Regions from separate parts of the Mus musculus genome. Here regions 2, 3 and 4 are each linked to region 1. Evidence: chromatin contacts called from public Hi-C and HiChIP or PLAC-seq data. All regions are on one chromosome and are shown on one strand. Each heading gives the region's core, a stretch centred on a gene start, on an enhancer-like site or on the middle of the called end of the contact. The rest is flanking DNA. Distances are from core to core; before and after follow the strand shown. Region 1 overlaps Gm31452 (a long non-coding RNA gene). Region 2 overlaps Ipo11 (importin 11). Region 3 overlaps Ipo11 (importin 11). Region 4 overlaps Ipo11 (importin 11).

Evidence for each region. A called contact is a pair of places that touch in the nucleus more often than the background predicts. HiChIP or PLAC-seq counts read pairs in DNA pulled down with a chosen protein or histone mark.
Region 2: a contact with region 1 is called in a Hi-C map of erythroblasts, with 2.4 times the contacts expected there. The contact joins two enhancer-like sites. A contact is called at or near these places in 3 of 15 datasets of contacts at CTCF or cohesin (CD8 T cells, large pre-B cells and pro-B cells), 45 of 484 Hi-C or Micro-C datasets (B cells, the Ba/F3 cell line, CD4 T cells and 31 more), 7 of 115 datasets of contacts at active chromatin or transcription factors (the 230-238 cell line, Th17 cells, acute myeloid leukemia and 4 more) and 1 of 9 other capture datasets (liver).
Region 3: a contact with region 1 is called in an H3K4me3 HiChIP or PLAC-seq map of fetal liver, with 3 times the contacts expected there. The contact joins two enhancer-like sites. A contact is called at or near these places in 2 of 15 datasets of contacts at CTCF or cohesin (the G1E-ER4 cell line and large pre-B cells), 2 of 484 Hi-C or Micro-C datasets (B cells and the N1E-115 cell line), 7 of 115 datasets of contacts at active chromatin or transcription factors (the 230-238 cell line, bone marrow-derived macrophages, cardiomyocytes and 3 more) and 1 of 9 other capture datasets (embryonic stem cells).
Region 4: a Gata1 HiChIP or PLAC-seq map of primitive erythroblasts shows a contact between it and region 1, with 5 times the contacts expected there. The contact joins two enhancer-like sites. A contact is called at or near these places in 3 of 15 datasets of contacts at CTCF or cohesin (the G1E-ER4 cell line, large pre-B cells and pro-B cells), 9 of 115 datasets of contacts at active chromatin or transcription factors (the 230-238 cell line, the NIH/3T3 cell line, Th17 cells and 6 more) and 4 of 9 other capture datasets (adipose tissue, embryonic stem cells, liver and 1 more).

The regions. Positions count from the first base shown.
Region 1 is chr13:107,100,179-107,103,440 of GRCm38.p6, reverse strand. All of the region lies in intron 4 of Gm31452 (a long non-coding RNA gene), which reads right to left. Among named protein-coding and RNA genes, the nearest start is that of Gm41051, 20 kb to the left of the region's middle. Within about 2 kb of position 1,665, at least 105 of the 459 cell types and tissues checked have an H3K27ac peak or open chromatin away from gene starts, as enhancers often do. A contact at or near this core is called in the G1E-ER4 cell line, erythroblasts, erythroid progenitors and 2 more, where this site is marked.
Region 2 is chr13:106,864,188-106,867,449 of GRCm38.p6, reverse strand. Ipo11 (importin 11) reads left to right here. Exons shown (of 30, transcript NM_029665.4): 21 at 1,470-1,585. Among named protein-coding and RNA genes, the nearest start is that of Lrrc70, 30 kb to the right of the region's middle. Within about 2 kb of position 1,724, at least 13 of the 459 cell types and tissues checked have an H3K27ac peak or open chromatin away from gene starts, as enhancers often do. A contact at or near this core is called in the G1E-ER4 cell line, erythroblasts and erythroid progenitors, where this site is marked.
Region 3 is chr13:106,891,926-106,895,187 of GRCm38.p6, reverse strand. It overlaps Ipo11 (importin 11), which reads left to right. Exons shown (of 30, transcript NM_029665.4): 10 at 2,573-2,765. Among named protein-coding and RNA genes, the nearest start is that of Ipo11, 43 kb to the left of the region's middle. Within about 2 kb of position 1,812, at least 28 of the 459 cell types and tissues checked have an H3K27ac peak or open chromatin away from gene starts, as enhancers often do. A contact at or near this core is called in the G1E-ER4 cell line and fetal liver, where this site is marked.
Region 4 is chr13:106,911,159-106,914,420 of GRCm38.p6, reverse strand. All of the region lies in intron 3 of Ipo11 (importin 11), which reads left to right. Among named protein-coding and RNA genes, the nearest start is that of Ipo11, 24 kb to the left of the region's middle. Within about 2 kb of position 1,525, at least 26 of the 459 cell types and tissues checked have an H3K27ac peak or open chromatin away from gene starts, as enhancers often do. A contact at or near this core is called in the G1E-ER4 cell line and primitive erythroblasts, where this site is marked.

The DNA.
Region 1 (3,262 bases), core at 416-2,915:
CAGACGTATTTCCTGCCTATGAATACTCCCGCACCTACATTCAATCAGGGGTGAGAATACATCCTGAGGTATTTTCTGCCCACGAACCTCCGGCCTACCTGTGATCAACCACATCTGGTGCAGGCGAGTGAAACTTGTTTAGAGAAATGAAAACATCAGTAACCTCCGGTGTCTAATTTTCGTTCTCACACTGTGAGGGGGAGCAGCGATGAGGACGCACAGGGTCCATCTGGGCAGGTATGCGCCTGCTCTTGTAGCGCCACACCCATAGGGAAGCAGCTTTGAATGTGAGGGCCACACCCACAGTCTACACTCTTTAGCCTCTGCCTTCCTCCCTACCAATTCAGCTGCTCCCTCCACTTATTTTGTTTCATTTTGCTTTTAATGTTTCCCAACACTGATTCCCCACTATTCTATGTAGCTGAGGATGACTTTAAACTTCTGTCTCTGTCTCCCAAATGCAGGGATGCCATCCATGCTCGGGCACACCAGCTTGCTTGCTTGCTTGCTTGCTTGCTTGCTTGCTTGCTTGCTTGCTACTTTGATTCTGGACTTTTCTGAGTTTCTCTTGTTGGCTGCTGTCTCTGACACATCTGGCTGTCATCCATGAGTGGTCTAACCTCCTGGGCAGATACCCATTATTAGATCTATTTTAAATATGATTGCCTTAGGCCAAGTGACAAATTCCTAATCAGTCGCTCACAGTCAGTTATCGGGATCAGGTGACAGAAGGCCTGCCACTGGGCTCCAGAGGTAAAATCTGCGCATGTCCACTACCGCATCAGTCACAACAGAGTGCAAGTTTTTCTTCACAGTCTAGTTCCCTGCAGGACACTAACCCTAAGACCGGTAATGGCATCTTCCTCTTCACACCTCCAGCACAAAGCTGGTGCCGGGTAGGCTCTCAGTATAGCTCTGTCAAAGTTAATTGAGCCGACAGTAAAAGCAGACAGCCAAATTTGAATCGCAGGGATGATATTTCTCTGCTGCTCAATGAGTGCAAATTACTTGACCTTTCTGAACTTTCTCCTCCTATGTAGGAAGGTCTTTATTGCACGCCACAGAAATCCACTGTTACAGATTTCTTCTCAGATAACAAAAGATAAATGCACTTAATTTACAATATAAAAACCTTCATGATAAATATTAAATAAGACATCGGCATACATGTCGCCTCTCTGGCTGTACCTCTGCCATGTGTTGTAACTATGTGCAAATATGTGTTCCTTCCCATCAGAGGGTCCCAAAGAACGGGATCTGGGCTTCCCTAACTTCTGTATCCTTGTCTCCTCCTACGCTAAAGCTCTGCACAAATTAATAGTGTGAAAGGTCAGCAGATTCAGGTACCGCTTGTACTTAAAATCTTCACATTAGGGTTTTTTGTTGTTGTGTTTTACAAATCAAACACTGGTCGCATGAAGCATCATGCATACATTAAATTCAAATCTATCTATCTTCGACAATTCAGAATGCTGAACAGTTTCTCAGAGCAAATGAAATCGAGGCTCATGGGGATCCAGTCTTTCAGTGTGTGTCTCCATCTACTGTATTTACAGGAGAGTTGCTCCCTCTCAGAGTGACTTTCCTCAGCTTCTCTCTGCGGACAGTCAAGCCGCAGCCCTGGGATACGAGTGCATGTCCTCAGCAGCCACTAGGGGGCAGGCTAGCGTCTCTTGCAGAGTACTTACCCCCAAGGGCAAGTGAGTCTAGAGGAAACAGTAAATACACCAGTTGTGACCGCGTTGTTTCCAAATGGAAAAATACACGCGGGCATGTCCAGATTCTCATTTCGTATTCCTTTCGCTGGATATGTGATCCTTCGGCTCAGCTTACCTCTTGTTTTCTATTTCCTCCTTCCAAGTCTTTCTCCTACGGGTTGCAACAAATGAGCCTTTTTTCCCTTTGAGAGGCTTAACCCACAAAAACAAATCAGGAGGTGACACAAACACTGCATAATTTAGTTAGTGAAGGTTTGATGGCTGAGGTTTCATTTGGGTTTCTCTTAGAATAAAGCCTGATTTTTCTCAAGTTTTTCATGTATTAAACAGCTAGTCAAGATGAAGGGGAGACAGAGATTCAAAGAAACAAAATAAAAACAAACAAACAATGAGCGGGAAAGGGATGGGAGGTCTGTTATAGAGGGAGATCAGAGAATAAACAACTGCTGAAAGATAGCTTCAGAAAAGAAGTTGACCTGAGGGTCCTATTGGTCCATGCCAAGATATCAGCACCAGACAGACAGCTGTCTGCTGCTGGCTGGAACTTCCGCAATTGTGACAGCTGCTTCCTCATCTGGAATGAAAGTGATTTGGACTAGATAATCTTCTAACTCAAAAGTGGGTCTGTGCCAAACGAGGGAAAGCATGGGGTGGGTGTATAAGAAAAACTCTGGGAGACTCTGAGAACAAACAAACCGAGTGCAAAGCCAGAATTATCTACCAGAACACCTGCTTGCAGACACAGTATGTCCTCCCAGATAGAGCTCCGCCCCTACCTTGCCCCTGACCTTCCATCTACTACTGCAAGCCCAGGGGAGGTGGAAGGCCTCTGAGCCCCAGGAACTACGGAACAACGGGACTGGTGTAAGAGAACTGGTGTGGGCTGAGACTCTGAAGGAGACATTTTCAACCCTAAATGACAAACTACTAGCATTCTAACAAGAACTTGCTCTATCCTGGCTAGGGGAATATACACCCCTGGGGACTGGGTCGATCTTCTGTCCTGGGTGGTTTGAGCTGAGCTGCAGGTGTCCCTGTGAACATTATATGACATTTAGGAAAAGCCAGTATCTTTTGATCTTGCCTGCACTGTTGCAATTATACTAATTTCATAGCACCCTAATAGTCAACCAGGCTGTGGTTTCAAAGCTAATACTGTTCTCTAACATCATGATAACCGATTAATTACTATTTACCAAGCTCACATTTTCATGTTAATATTTCTGAGAGCTGTCTCCACATAATCACCATAATTACTGGTGATAGAGCTTCCACCCCTTAAAGTTAGATTACTTATAGCCAGTGTCCTTATAGGTGTAAAATATTACTTTACACATAAAATATACATGTATGTGAAAAAGTCAACATAAACTGCTACAAATTTGCTTCATCTGCAATTTCAAATATGCACCACTAGGGGGATGATGCTATTTAAATGGTCACTCTAGGGCTCAGTTCTAAAATGCAGATTCCTAGGCCTTGCGGACTTAAGAATTTTCTGAGTAGGAGGTTGTAAAATATCTGCCTTTTAAATAAATCTCCGG
Region 2 (3,262 bases), core at 475-2,974, 240 kb after region 1:
TAAGGAGACAAATAGTAAACATATTTGTCCAATCTGATTTGGTCAACTTTAAAAAGATGTCATCATAGTGTTTCTAATATTGCATAGATAAGTGTAGTTGGACAATGAACTTCAGAACTCATGTATGTGAGGTGGATCAAGAAGGCTAAAGAGCGTAATGTTCAAAGGATATGAATGATAATAAAAAACCCCAACCCCCCAGAGCAGGACTGGGAACACTAGTTTGGAATGGGAGTGATATCAGGTCATGGTTAGGGGCATCTATTAACAATGAAAATGGTGATCAAGGCAGGAATTAAATAAATACCAGGAAGAGAAACAATTGGGAAAACTTTTTAGTGTGGCTTGTGCAGGTGCAGCGTGAGGGCAGGGATTCCTCCCAGTGAGGGCTGGGATGTATATTGTTCCCAGTTAGACAGTTGCTCATGTCACGTGGGAAAGGAAATGTATGAAAAGGTTGGTTGACACCACTGGTTAGGGTGCCTTTTAGACCACGATACCCTGAGTTATTTGACAGGAAAGAAAGCATACAAAGTAAATCTCTGTTGCTTTTCCCTTAGTTTCCTTTTCCTCATGTTTAACTGTCGTGTTCTGACAGTTGTGTGAGTTTTCTCTTGGAGATAGTTATGTGCATATACTGTATATACAGAATCATAGGTATCTTTAAAAATTCTTTGCTATGGAATTGTTATATATATTTCTGTTCCTTTAAATCCAATATGTAATTACTTTTGAAATTTTTGCATTTCTAACAACATGGTTATTCATGACTGCTTAGTATTGTTAAATATGGAAATACTATGATAGCAATGAACAATTTAGGCTGGGCTGATTTCATACATGTTATTTAGCTGAATGAGTTTATATAGTTTAAAATATCAGCGTTACTACTTTTCTGTAGTCGTAGCATGAGGGGAGACAAATATTTCCTCTGTTTTTGAGCATTCCTAATCTAAAATTCAAAATGCTGCAGAGCAGTAAACTTTTTGGCACTGAGTTGTTACCACAAGTAGAGACTTCCCAATTGGCTTGCTAAGCAATATAGATACACTAATGTATTGAATTACCTTTGGGAGATATGTATAAGGTATATATGAATTATAAATTAATTTTATATTGCCATCTGGGTTCCATTCCCAAGATATTTTATTTATTTGTAACCATTCTAGAAAATGAAATTTAAAATTTTAATTTCTTCTTTTCTAACCATTTCAAATAAGGAAGACTCAACCTGAATGTGAAAAGGCACAGATACATCTAGCCTTGGCATTGCCATCTAGACAGGATGATAGTATTTTGATTTTTACATTTAGTAATAAATAGATGTTTCTTTGCTAGTATAATGAGGGCTATGTTAAGAGAATATTTATTTTATATAAAATAAATTGTTTTCTGAGGCAGGTAATTGATTGGTGGTAAGGAGGGATCTTAGAGTGTCTTGTCATAAATCGTATTTATACTTCCTGTAGGGATTAGGAGCAGACAGCAAGAACCTGTACCCTTTCCTGCTCCCAGTTATCCAGCTGAGTACAGATGTGTCTCAGCCTCCACATGTCTATCTTCTGGAAGATGGCCTGGAGTTATGGTAAGAGGAGAACTTGATACTGTGGATTCCCCTGCTGCTGCTTTCTCTGCTTTTTTTCAGTAGAGCAGAGGTCACGTGTGGCTTTGAATACTCAGATAAGCATGTGGAGTTGTTATCCTCTGGTTGTTTCCGCTTCTAGCTGCTGTTCCCTGTAGGCTCCTGATAGACAGCTTGTGAGAAATGGGTGTGTTAAGAGCACTGTCCCCTCTTCCAGAGGAGGTCCAGGTTCTCCACACCACCATGATAGTTCATAACATCTGTCACTCTAGTCCCAGGGGATCTGACACTCTTTTCTGTCCTTCACAGGCACTGTATGGACATGGTGCACAGACATAAATACAAACAAAATACTTAAAACACATAAACCTTTTAAAAACAGAGAAATAGAGAGAAATTATAGCAGGGGCCATGCTGCATTTCATATTTGAAATTTGGCAAGTAACCTAGACATCTAGGTAATTTACTCAAACAAAAATTTGATCTTAATTTTCTGAGTATTTGAAATAAGATATTTTGGGGAGTGGGGTATTGAGTTATATTTCAACTTCCTACTGCTTTTCTAGTGGGTAGTGAGATGTCAGAGCTTAGCTTCACGCATAGTTGCCATTCACAATCTTCATACAGTATTTTCTGAACAAGCAGTACCCACTACTAAAAGCTTAAAAATGATCTCAAAAAAGAATCGTGCTCCACATTAACTTAATGTGACACCGAATTTTTGCTTGCTCATTGTTCTTAAGGAGCTGTGCTGTCAAGTTCTTTCACTTCTCATCCCATCTCACTGTTGGAAGCCATTTTTTGTTTAATCACAGAATCAACCATTGAAAAATGAACATTTGTTCCTGGCCCTTCTGTCCTACTTCTCTCTCTTTTCTTTCCTAATTTTTGCTTAGAAATTAAGAGTTTTAATTTGAGCTAGGGTGTAGTTCAATGATAGCATGCTTCTCTCATTTTGTACAGCCCACAGATCAATCCTCAACGTTATATAAATCAATGACAATATAAAGAAACAAAAACAAAAATCTAGAATTTTGATTCTCAGAAATTGTTTTTGTTTTGTTTTTGTGGAAACTACCAAGTTGTAAGTAAATGCTCTGTATCAGGATATTAGATAAGTGGCTTTAAATGTCACTGGGTAGGTTTTCACTGCTTGGAATGCACTCTTTATAGCCTTCTGTATTGTTATTTGAGTAGCATCTAGATTCGGGGTTCTCAGTGTTCCTAATGCTGCAATTTCAATACAGGTCCTCATGTTGTAGTGACCCCCAACCATAAAATCACTTTGTTGCTACTTCCTAACTGTAATTTTGCTACTGCTATGAATCGTAATATAAATATCTGATCTGCAGATGGTCTTAGGCAACCCCTGTGAAAGGGTTGTTCAGTCTCCTCAGCAAGGAGTCACATTCCACAGGTCGAGAATCGCTGATCTAGATAGTAGTTCTGAATCAGAAGGTTGTTGAAATCAATAATTCATAGGTTGGATTTGTATAAGGGTAGATTGATCTAGATCAGAAGTGGCAAACTTTTTTGACACAGGGAAGACAGTGATGTCATGTGTTCCAGATGTGTTTGTTGTAGCTGCTCCACTCTGATGTTTTAGTGTCAGAAGAGTCAGCCAGTTGTAATTAAATAGACAAATGTCATGATAGAAAATTGGTTATAATGTTGGCTTTA
Region 3 (3,262 bases), core at 563-3,062, 210 kb after region 1:
GTATCTTGTTCCTTTTACTGATGCCTTAGTAGTAGGGTTAGACTTTAAGGCCAGTTGTCTTCATTTCTCACATTCTAGATAGCATCAGCCATCAAAACCAAATCACTTTCACCTTTAAAAGCCCTATACAAAGCTGACTTTATTTATTTATCTGTTTATATTTATTTTGAGACAGGGTCTCTGTGTAGCTCTGGTAATCCTAGAACTTACTATGTAGAAGACCCAGTTGGCCTCACCTCACAGAGATCCGCTTGCCTCTGCCTCCCAAGTGCAGGGATTCAATGTGTGTCTCCACGCCCAGCCTGATTTAGATTCTTCACATAGAGAAACTAAGAGGATGATGACATTAAGTCAGGAGGGCAGTGGATGGCACTGACACTTGGCGTGCCTTTCTGTTAGTGTAGTTCCTGCTGGCTGTCAGAGAGTTGCTGAGGGGCATTTCCTTTTTTATAAAGGATTCTAGCAGGTAATGTAAGAGGAGTAATGTAATGTCATCATTGTGTAACCCTGAAGGACGTATCAGGCCCAGGCAGTGGTCATCAAGAGTAGGAAGGCTGCTGAAGAGATTTGGGTACACACTCATCAGATGGTCTCGCACATAGAGAGCCAGTATTATGCACACAGTCTGTTTTAAATAGTTTTTAAAATGTTTATTTAATATGAGTGCTCTGCTGCATGTACAACTGCAGGCCAGCAGAGGGCATCAGATCCCCTTAGATGGCTGTGAGCCACCATGTGGGGTGCTGGGAGTTGAAGTCAGGACTTTTGTAAGAAATAGCCAGTGCTCTTAACTGCTGAGCCTTCCCACATAGTCTGTTTTAGAAACCACATTTATTAGTAGCCTATTGAGTTTCTTATTTCTTTTAGCTCTGTAATTCTACTTTTTAGAACATGTTTACAGCAGTAACTTTACTTAGAAAATTTATATTCATAATTTCCCATTTTTTTCTAAAGCTTCAAAAATTGGGACATTTAAAACATTGACTTAAATGGGATTGAATAGCTGAGTCCTCTGAGTTCCCAGAAAGTTACCGCTCACCTGTCAGTACATAGTCAGCCCCCCACCCCCCTTTTTTTTGAGGCAGGGTCTTACTCGTGGCTGACCCGGTACTTATGGTACTCACCTTGTTGTCCAGGCTCACCTTGAACTCTTGCTTGTGCCTCGACTGAGATGTAAGACTTGCTTTTCTGTCTCTGCTCTTTTATGCTCATGCTGCTTCTCCTGACCTTTGCTGATTATCTCAAAGCAAACCATCCATCCACCCAGAACACAGAGTTCCACGTAGCCTGTTATGGCCTCAGACTTGATGTTTGTCTAGGGAGGATCTTGAACCCCTGACCCTTGTGCCTCTGCTTCCCAAGAGCTGGGATCACAGTGCGGACCCCAGCCCTGAGGACTTCTCCCCCTTGCTGCTTGCTTGCTGAGATAACAGTTACTTTCATGAAGCATCTTGCTTGTTTGTTTTTTAAATTACATTTATTTATTTGAGGTAGGGGACGGGTCACGTGTGGAGATCAGTAGACAATTAACAGAAGTTGGTTCTCTCCTGTGCAGATCTAGTGTAGGTTTGGCAGCCAGCACCTTTCCTTGCTGAGCCCCCCGAAGCAGTTGTATTATTTAACGTGTTCTTTCTCCACATTCTTCTTCCCTGTATTTCTTACACATTTGTAGTGAGATAGAGACTTGATCACGTTCAGTCATTTGTCCCAGGACAGGAGGGTCTATGGTAAGGCGACTTCCTGTGTGTCAGGTACTACCTCATCTCAGGAGGACGGCCTCCGGCTGTGTGCGTGCACGGTTGGGTTAATGGATAAGCTCTTACAGCTTATCTCAGGCAGCCTTCTTGCCTCCCTGGGGGCAGCTGCTGGTGACCGCTGTCTAGATACACTGTTCCCCAGAACTTACATGGTAATAGCATTCTAATTCTTCTGCTTCTTTTGCATTCCTTAGCTACAGTGCTCTGTAAATAGGACATTTCTTTTAGCAGCTATTTGATATATCAAAATATGGTTCATAGGAAAGGCAGTCTTGGTTTTTTAATGACCTCCTCTCATTATTGTTCCTTTTTGAAAAGCTAGCATATATTTAATATTTATATATTAATATATTTATAGATTTTATATCATATTTACTTGTTACCAAGTTAACTATGATGGGATCTTTTTAGTCCCTGCATTAGAAATACTAGAAAATTCTGAGGCTGGCTTAGCAGTTAAGGGCTCCTCTAAGGGATCCAAGTTCAATTCCCAGCACCTGCATGGCAACTCACAGCTGTCTGTAATCACAATTTCAGGGTGCCTGTCCCACCAGGCATATGTGCGTGCAGGCAAAATACCCATAAAATAAAATAAATAAGTCTTTAGAAAAATGAATACTAGAAAATTTTTTATGAGGTATAGCTTGGGAAAAATCTATGATTTTCCAAGAAGATTGCAGTGTATGAGGAACTGGTGATGCCTAGAGGTCCCAGGAAGTTTACATCTGGTTAAACGTTTATTAATAAACTTACAATTGCAATAATGAGTTCTATAGATTTTGTACAAAATACCATTCAAGTTTTTTTCTTTATAGCTCTTGGACTTCTTGGATCAACACCCCATTTCATTTACTCCTCTAATTCAGAGGTCACTGGAATTTTCTGTAAGCTATGTTTTTACTGAAGTTGGTGAAGGCGTTACATTTGAGCGATTCATTGTCCAGTGCATGAATCTTATTAAGATGATTGTCAAAAATTATGCTTATAAGCCATCCAAAAATTTTGAAGGTAATACTCCACTGAATTTTAAAATTTTAATCCAAGTGTGATGTAATTACTGTTTTGATATAATTTTCTTGAAGTTCATTTTAGTCTGAAAAGCAAACTCACTGGTATGTGGAATGAGAAATAGTTTACAGTTTAATGTGTGAATACTGGCTTTTAAAGGGCTAAATCTTTTATATTTACTGAGCTGTCTTGTAGCGTAGTCAATGATTTGAGTTACACAGTTTAAGAATTATAGCCCACAGTAGCTTCTACAGCTCCTGTTGTACTTACTATTATTTAAAGAATAAACGTTGTCTCTGATTTCTTATTAAGGCGAGTTGTAGAAAAGGCTGAATTGTACGCTGCGTTGTTTGGAATGCTTTCTTACTTAGGTGTCAAGAGCAGTGAGGAAGTCTTACGGTGTGAAGGGGGGAGAAGGGAAGGAAGAGACAGTTGGGAAGGACAGCAGTGTGTATAAGCTCTAGTGCTTAGGGTGGAGCTGAACTGATGGACAACAG
Region 4 (3,262 bases), core at 276-2,775, 190 kb after region 1:
ACACTCGGTCAGAGCTACCTGTCTCCGTCTCCACTGACTCACTGTGCTCCATTTTAGAATCTCTCCTTGATACTTAAGAACAAAACAAAACCAGATTCTGAGTGTCCACTGAAATTCTCCATCTCCTACATACTTAAAAAACAGTTACTTTTAAGTGTGGTTTTGGTGACTATAGTGCCTGCTTGTGTTTTGAATTTAGTCATGTATTGGTTAGTTTCTGGGCTCTGCATAGTGTATGTTTTGTTTGGATGCTAACATAGTATAATTACAGTTGGAGAGGCTTTAATTTCTGTTGTCTTTCATGAGAAAGAATTTAGGTAAGCAGACAGGATATGGCCTTAACCTTGATGTAGCTAAGGGTGTTTTTGTTGTTTTGTTTTTTGGTTTACTGTTTACCTCAGGTTAAAGCTTCCCGGGGATTTTAACTGTACGCCTTGGGTGTTTGTCCTCTGTGATGCTGCTTTCTGTCGACCTTGAGTTCTCTGCTTCCCTAGTGCTGCGAGTCCTGTAGAAATCTCTCGAACTGTAGTCTCTTGGCTGCTGCTTTCAGCTTGTTTTTAAAATTTTTTTCCTGGCTGAGTACCGAAGGGATGCTTGTATTGGCTCATCACACAGTACAGTCTTTTCTTGCTGAGACTGAGTTCTTCTGCCCTGACTGCCTCTTTTGTTTTGGGGTTGTTGGTTTCTTTAGGGTGCCATGCCACAAACTGAATGTTTACAGTTAACCTAGGTTTATTCTCCTACAGACTAGGTAGCTGGAAATCCACAAGCACAAAGTTTGCCTACTTTGAGGGCCCATAGGATTAGTCTTTGATAGTTCCTGGTTGTGGCCAGCAATAGTAGGTGTTTCTTGGCATGTGATTGAATGATTCTAATCTTTGCCCCTATAATCTTTGCCTATAATATTGTCACATGATCTATGCCAAGTGATTTGTGTCTCTGTTTCCATTTTCTTCTTATAAGGGCACCAGGATAGGCATAGAGGTACAGGCTTGTAATCTTAGTGAAGGAAGATAAAATATTGTAACTTGTGAGTTTAAGAGCCCACAGCCCCGGCCTGGGACTAAGAACAAAGCAGAACAGCCTCCAGGCATGGCAGGGCAGGGCTGTTGTTAAGGCATTCCTAAGAACATCTTGACTGTAAAGATAAAAAGGTATGCAAGGACCAGCAGGGCTATATTATCTAAGTCAACACCATCTGGCCAAACCTCCCCTCTGTCTATTGCCCCTTGGCGCCGGGTAAAGTCATACATCAACTGGTTGCTGTGTGAACAAAGATAAGCCCCCAGCCCACAGGAACAAAGTCCTGATGCCCTGTAATCTTTCTGTTAATGTTTGAATAAGCCAATAGTGTGTCACTATGCTGAATTCCACACCCCTAAGCCCCTTACCCCATAAAAGCCCCTGGCTTTCAAGCCTCGTGGCCAACATCCGTTATCTCCTGTGTGGGATGCATGTCAGTCTGGAGCTCCGTAATTAAACGTCCTCACGTAATTACATCAAGAGATGGTCCTTCGTGATTTTTTGGGTGCACGCCGAGTCGGGAATTGGGGGGGTTTCCCCACTAGATCTAACACTAGCACTTGGGAGATTGACACAGGATTTATTTTCAAGGCCTTCTGGGCTTCATAGCATGTTTCAGGTCAGCCTAGCCTCTATATCAAGACCCTGTGTCAGAACAAAACAAAGCAACAAAAAGGAAAAAATTCCAGTATTAGAATAGAGTCCATCAACTCAGAATGATTTTTGTCTTAATGTGATTTAATCTACAAAGACTCCATTATTTCCAAATGAAGTAGTATTCAAAGATACTTGGGTTATATGACTTCAACATTTAATTTTGAGATATGATTTAGCTCATAATATATGCTTTGCTTTTTTTTTTTTTTTAATTTTGGTTTTTCGAGACAGGTTTTCTCTGTGTAGCCCTGGCTGTCCTGGAACTCACTTTGTAGACCAGGCTGGCCTTGAACTCAGAAATCCACCTGCCTCTGCCTCCCAAGTACTGGAATTAAAGGTGTGCGCCACCACCGCACAGCTATACTTTGCTTTTAAAAACTACTTTACTTAAAATTCATTTATTAGTGTGTGTGTGTGTATATCTGGTGTGTGAGTGTGCATATCCCATGGCCTGCATGTGGAGGTCAGAGGATGGTACTGTGCAGTTATTTATTTTCTCCTCCCACCTTTATGTGGACTCTGAAGAACCAAACTCCTTGTAAGACTTTAGATAAAACTGTTTTACTCACAGAGGCATCTTGTTGGCCCTAAAAGGTATGTGTGTGTGTGTGTGTGTGTGTGTGTGTGTGTGTGTGTGTGTGTTTGTTTAAGATTTCTGGAATAATTTGTCTCATACTAGATAAACTATCATAGGCAGAATGAAAAACATTAAAATGATTAAATTTTAATTTAAAAATAGATAATATAAAAGCTGGACATAGTGGTAGTACACATCTGTTATAACACTTGGGAAACTCAGGCAGAAGGATTTTGAGTTTGAGGACTGTTTGGCCCAGTTTAAAAACAGAAGAGGAAAAATATAAAAATGTCAAACTACTGAACCAGTTTAACATTCAACATATATAAAATCCATAGTAACTTCTCTATTTAGCTCAATGTTTTCTTTCTTTGTATATAGTAAATTTTTTTAGTATTGCATATATCCTTTCCAAAGATGAAAAATGAAGGACAAAGTTAATTAATTAATCAATTTTTGAGGCACACTTTGGTTAGTCTGGAACTCGTTGCATAGATCAATCTAGACTCAAATTCAGAAATCTGTTTGTATTGCTTCCAGAGCAGTAGGACTAAGGGTGTTCACTCAGACACTCACCCAGCCTGCTTTATCAGGTTTGTGTGGGCGCTGCTTACATTTGTTTGTTTGTTTACTGTGTGTGTGTGCGCGTGCGTGCGTGCACACTTATGTGCTGGTACGTGAGTGCTGGTTGGAGATCAGAGAACAATCTGTAATAATTCTATCCTTTTCCCCGTGAGTCTGTGTTGTCAAACTTGACTACAAGTGCCTTTTCCTGATGCCTTATTTCACTTACATTCTATGTATGGTTGTCTTGCCTGCCTATATGTACATCTGTGTACCGTGTATGCTCTTGGTGCCTGCAGAGGCTAGAAGAAGGTTTCAGATCTCACACGTCTGCATTACAGAGGCCTAGAAGTTATTATGTGGGTTGGGAACGTGGCCTGTGGAAAAGCAGCCAGGGCTTTAACTGCTGAATCCTCTCGTTCCTACATGCAACATTTATAG